Linked DNA regions of Mus musculus: region 2 is linked to region 1. The links are chromatin contacts, called in public capture Hi-C maps. All regions are on one chromosome and are shown on one strand. The core of a region is the stretch at or near the end of the contact, and the rest is flanking DNA. Distances in the headings are between cores, read along the strand shown.

What was found. Capture Hi-C pulls out chosen DNA fragments and counts their contacts.
Region 2: a contact with region 1 is called in a capture Hi-C map of embryonic stem cells, with 6 times the contacts expected there. The contact joins two enhancer-like sites. A contact is called at or near these places in 4 of 39 promoter capture datasets (the C10 cell line, cranial neural crest, liver and 1 more), 1 of 15 datasets of contacts at CTCF or cohesin (the NIH/3T3 cell line), 2 of 484 Hi-C or Micro-C datasets (Sertoli cells and bone marrow-derived macrophages), 7 of 115 datasets of contacts at active chromatin or transcription factors (embryonic midbrain, embryonic stem cells, pancreatic cancer cells and 1 more) and 1 of 9 other capture datasets (embryonic stem cells).

The regions. Positions count from the first base shown.
Region 1 is chr13:97,280,768-97,283,695 of GRCm38.p6, forward strand. No RefSeq gene overlaps it. Among named protein-coding and RNA genes, the nearest start is that of Gm33390, 17 kb to the right of the region's middle. Within about 2 kb of position 1,549, at least 31 of the 459 cell types and tissues checked have an H3K27ac peak or open chromatin away from gene starts, as enhancers often do. A contact at or near this core is called in embryonic stem cells, where this site is marked.
Region 2 is chr13:97,599,963-97,602,890 of GRCm38.p6, forward strand. It overlaps Gm34087 (a long non-coding RNA gene), which reads right to left. Exons shown (of 5, transcript XR_873831.2): 5 at 2,648-2,726. Among named protein-coding and RNA genes, the nearest start is that of Gm34087, 21 kb to the right of the region's middle. Within about 2 kb of position 1,564, at least 9 of the 459 cell types and tissues checked have an H3K27ac peak or open chromatin away from gene starts, as enhancers often do. A contact at or near this core is called in embryonic stem cells, where this site is marked.

The DNA.
Region 1 (2,928 bases), core at 299-2,798:
ACAAACAAAACCTACTTTCAAAATCGTGCTATGATTTGTATCTTGACTGTCTCCTAAAGGTCCATGTGGGACGGCTCTGGTCCCCAAGATAACATATTAAGGCTTGAAAGGACTTGTTTTTTTTTTGTTTGTTTGTTTGTTTTTGTTTTGTTTTGTTTTGTTTTGTTTTTTTTTTTTTTGGATTTTCGAGGCTGTCCTGGAACTCACTGTGTAGATCAGGCTGGCCTCGAACTCAGAAACCCGCCTGCCTCTGCCTCTGTGCTAGGATTAAAGGCGTGCGCCGCCACGCCCGAGGTCTGAAAGGACTTTTGAGAGGTAGGGACTAGTGAGGGAGTCAGGTCTCAGAGGTTGTGTTCATTTTCTTTCCCGTTGCTACGATCAGACAAAAAGGGACAAGGGGTTCATTTTGATTTCTGTGTTCAGAAGTTTAGGTGCATCATGGCAGGAAGGCGTGGCTGAGCTCTCAGGGTAGGACAGTGTGACAGGGTCATTTTACTTCATTGTATGTTAGGGAGGAGAAGGCTTAGGTTAGTCTCAAAGGTCTCACAGAGCTGTCCTATGAGAGGCCTGGAAGGGGACACTCTGAACTTAAATCACAGTAGGGGTCCTCTCTTGAAGGACAGAGTGGGACCTCTACTCTTGTTCTTTCTGATTTTGTTTCTTCCTCATGAAATGAATGGTTTTACTCCATCCTGAGATGTTTCAAACCCCTGCCAGACATTGACATTAAAGGCCTGATGGAAACTCTGACACCGGGAGTCAGATCAAGCCCTTTCTCTTTACATGTTAATTACCTTGGGTATTAGACTGATAGAAAGCAGACAGACACACATTATAAAACTTGAAAAAAAAAAAAAAACTTGAAGCTATCACTAATAACACATCAGGGCACAGGCTATAGGATAAATGAGTGAACAACAGGGATCCCGTTCTGGGGAAAGACAGAAAAAAAAATGCCACTAAGGGAAATGGCTGAGTTTTCCAGAACTTTTAGATATTGACATCATTTAAGCGGAGTCATTACAATGAAGTCTGTGGTATATAATTGAGAATTATCCAGTTACATAGGTAACGTAGGGGTTTTTTTTTCCCTTCCCTGTTTCCTTTTCAATTGCCTGAAAAGCTTCCGATTGTCATGTTCCCTGAGCCACTTTTCAGTCCTTTTTGGCCACCCCTGCATCCCTTTAGCTTCACTTGGGAAGCCAGACGCTTAGAGCCCTCCAAGACTGGAGGCTAGGGACTCCAAATCCTAATTCTTACGGACCCATCATTGCCTGGCTACAGTGATCAGTGACATCAGAAGTTGTTACATGGAAAGTTTACAGCGCTCTTAGCTGAAATGAGCAGACTGGGCAGGCGCGCTGCAGAGTCTGGAGAGAGAAGGCCATTCATTATAAGACATCCGGGAAAAGCTGGAGAAAGATTAGACCGGCCCCTCTCCTCCCTCCTAGCCATCTTCCAGGCTTCAGACAAGCATCTTTCCCTCCTACATGCAGTCCTTGGCTTTCGCTGGACCTCTCACCCTGCTCACGGCCACAGCTTGTAGCGCGTTCTTACTCCTACCCACAATCCCATCTTGTCCTGTTGTACTAAGCCCCATGAGAGCTCCGAGGGCTTATCCAGTTTACTTCTCGCCATTTCGCCAGTACCAAGACCAGAAAGAGGCCTGGTATGCACTGGGTGCCGAATAAATATTTGTTTAATGGATGAATTTTTCCGGTGTGATCTAAACTAGAGAAAGAACTCTTGGCACAGAACCAAATACTGATAGCTCTGTAACCTACTAAACGCTTTATTATTTTTTTCCTTTAGATTTTTCATTCCAGCTTCACACACACACACACACACACACACACACACACACACACACACACACACACACACACACTCATGCACTCACGGACGCACGAACGCAAGCACGCAAGCACGCAAGCACACATACACGTACTTACGCAAACCCTGCAGGTACAGGTGCATGTTCTTTGATTTCTTTAGCACTCACTAAGTTCAAGAAGATTGTACTTGGCCTGAGTGATGAAAACAGGCTTCGCTTTAGGCAGACATTTGAAACCCCAACTAAGCGCCTTTTAAAGCCCCTTAGAAAACCAAATGCATGCAAATAGCGCTTTCCTGAAAACACAGGTTAGCACACATTAAGAAACGACCGCAAGCCAGGCGGGCTTTCTGGAGACGCTCTCCCCCTCCCCCAGGCTCGGTTTTCTGAGATTCCTAATCAATGCTCCCACTTAGCATATCTGTCATTCTGAAATCCCCACTTCCTTGCCTTTTGTAAACTCAAAATTCTTGGAATTCAACTTAGAGGCCCAAAGCACCTTGTACTTCTTTGCACTTAACAGTTATTGAGCACGTGGCTAGGAGCTGACCCGAGTGCAAACGGAGAGATTTTAATCTTTCAAATGAGATTGCACCTGCACTCTGAGGAAGCTAAAGGGAGTTTACAGGATGATTAGCTCATGGTCTAGTTGGGACTTCGGGTCCTTGTGAGGAAGTCCTTGGCCTGGTAAGTCTTAAGCACCGACTCTCTCTCTCTCTCTCTCTCTCTCTCTCTCTCTCTCTCTTAGGAACGTTTCATGAAAATAACTGTACACTGTTTGAATGAAGAAATGAGAGGGCATCTTCTCAGAAGCTGAGGTAGTCTTTCTTCTGTAATGAGCTTTGAGTAGCAGAGGGATAAAGCATTGGTCTTCCAAATATAACAAGGAGGACAAATGAAAATATAAAAGAGAGATTTGAGATGGAAAAAAAAGAAGAAAATAAGAGAGATAAGAAAAGAAGAAACAGCTAAACGTGTGCCTACCCTTTTATGGAACTTTTCAGGGAGAGAATTTTGAGGTGCTCTGACTCCCCAGATAAGAGCTGATTCCCTGTTTGCAGAGGAACACACACACACACAGCTTTCCATCTCCA
Region 2 (2,928 bases), core at 314-2,813, 320 kb after region 1:
TCATCATGTAAATATCTGATATGCAGATGGTCTTAAGCCCCTGTGAAAGGCTCATTCAATCCCCAAGGGGACTGTGACCCACAGGTTGAGGGCTGTTGCTTTATACCAATCTGAAGGCAGACATGCATCTACAAGCTGACCAATAGTAATATTCTGAGTTCTCACAAGGCAACTCTTTTGCAAAAGCACAGCATGGCCTGGAGCAATAGGCCTTTCTGTTTCAATAGCCAGGACCAAATGGCTAGGTCTAGGTGGATCCTGGAGTGCAGTCTTGGAACAGCCCACCAGGGCCTCAGTGCAGGTCTCCATGCTTTGTTCAGACATCTCCCTGCTGTGCTCCGAGAAGCTGTAGGGCACATTCATCCGCCCAGGCTCGAGGCCTTGCCTCACACTCGGCTCCTTTATCGTTTCAAGAGATTTGCACTGTGGAGGTCAAAGGGAGCAAGCCGGGCCAGGCCCCACCTCAGCACCAGCCAAAGTTGCTGTCAGCACCAGATGGAGAAATCGTCAGCCCAGCCAGGTAAGAGGCCAAGGGAAACCTCTGCCTCATCAGAAATACTTTGCATTTTTCCTCCTCTTTTTGCAGATGAGCAATGGTGAGAGATGAGTTCTGCCTTCTGAATGTGACTTCGTGGTCCATAGTGTAAGTGTGCATTATGCAGATGTTCTAAATGCATCAACACAATTCTCCAGAAAGCCCTGGAGACTAAGCTGCCTTGGGATTTTGCCACCGTAGGGTGCTCAGAGTCACACGAGCACACGGATTTACCAGTATGAAAATTATAGCAGACATCCACCAAGGCATCTGCTTTGCAAAGAACCTAAACACTAGATGCTATATCTTCTTGCATATCACCGCAGAATTAAGACTCATCTTTCTCCTTTCTGTTTATCCAGTCTGTTGGGTAAGTAGAATTGGCTAAACCAATGTTCTTCCCTTCATCAGCTCAAGTGACTTGTAGCTTCTCCCTCTTCTTTAAGGGAGGCCGTGCTGGCTCCTTGTTTTGGATGATTCTCTTGAGAGCCTTTCAAAGAGCCTGTTCTATTCTTTTTTTTCTCTCCACACAAGAACGAGTGCCATCTTCCTGCTTAGAGTGTCTTCCATGGTCTGAGGCCCACTGGAGAGCTTCCCTGGGAAACTTTTCCCCAGGTGTCTTGGGACATGAGGGAGAGAGACAAGGTAGAGAGAGGGGTGGAGGAGGGGCACCGGCTTTTATAGGAAAGTGGAGAAAACTCACCACACAGTTAATTAGAAAGTGCCATGAAGCAAGTCCAAACTTTATGGCTTTCCTAGAATTGATGACGGCTTCTAACTGGGCCTGCCCGCTCCCATGCAGGTGTGTGCAACCTCCAGGTCCATATGGTTTTTGGCTGCCCCGGGCCTCATTCTTTGTTTAGCCCAGGATCCTGTAACTGAATATCGCTTAATAACTTTTTGTAATAATGTAGCTTGAATCAGCTTCTAGGTCCAACCAACCTCTGCTTCCTACAGACTCCCGCTGTCTTCCTGGCACACCTGCAGGGAGACACAGCCCCTTGGTTGCCCCTAGGGCAATAGCTTACAATAGTCTTAGGCTTACAAAGAGGCAGCTGCGGGTTCAATGAGGGAGGAGGCCAGGGTATAGAGCTTACTCTCTAGAAGTAATTTGTTTCACTTAGGACCTGCCAGGAGGGCTGGAGTCCTGTGACTTGAAAAAAAAAAGCCAGAGTTTTTTTTACTAAAATAAAAAAAAATTATGGTAATGTATAACACACAAGCAAGCCCTGGCTTATACAATCTGATTTATAGGCACCCCTGAAGGTCCAGGTCACTTGGGAGCCCGAGAATGGTGGGGCCAGCCTTATTACCAAAGAAATTCTCTCCTTTCTCCATTTGTTGTGGTCCTGATACCCTCCCCTTCAACCCCTCTGCCCCACCTCCTTAACTAAGGGCATCACACTGGGAAAAGTCCCTTGTGGCTGCAAGTCAGACTCAGCTGGATTCCTGGTCTTAGTCCTGCAATGAGGCAAGCCTGGAGTTCCAGAAAGTGGGTGCTCATTTGATTCTTTTGGGTCTTTCTGAATTTCAGAATGTCTAAGGAGCTTTTGAAGGATACCGGTACCTGGTCTCACTGCGCTAAATAAAAAGTGTTCTGGTGAGTCCAGAGAGTCCTTGGCTGGGCAAATGATTCTCCTTGGGAACTCCCTTCAAGTAAGGTGCAGCCATGGTCACTTGTTGTGCTTTGACGTGTTTCCCTATGCCTTCTGTCCTCAGGGGTGGGGGTGGAGCTTGCTTGAGCCTATAGTGCATCCTTTGTGCCACAAAACACAAGAGCAGGTGATAGGAGGGAGGGAGGCACAAAACTGCACTTTGGTAGTTATCTAGGACTCTAAAAATAGACGCAGAATCAAGAAAGAAATAGACACATGTGTTCTGTCCCCAAAGTCCTGAGCAGGGAGCAGAGGGTCAGACATGTCCCAGAGGGTCAGCAAATGTTCCAGGAAGCCCTTACCCATGGAAGGATGCTGCCATTCAGCTGGACGGAGGCAGACTCCATGACCCTTTGGGGCTGGAGATGGAAGAACAGAGCACGGGAAGGGGTTTCACCTTTTTTGTGTTTACTCCCATCATAACGCTGATCGTGCCCAGTCCCAATCTGCACAACAGTGGCAGCTATACTAGAATTTATTTACACATGAGGACTGAAGAATCATGCTATCCATCCATTTGTATTATCTCACCACATCTGAAAAAAAGAAAGAGATAATTGATGGGTATTGATGTGTTTTATAAAACCAAGAATATGTTCTGTAGGGCACAGTATGGTGCCGTGGGAGGAGGTAACTCAGTGGGCCCATGCTGAAGCATCGTACCAGTCATATAATGGGTTTAGTATACAATAGAGTTTATTTGGGGGTGTGGGAAGGGGAGTTGAGACAGGAGTAGAG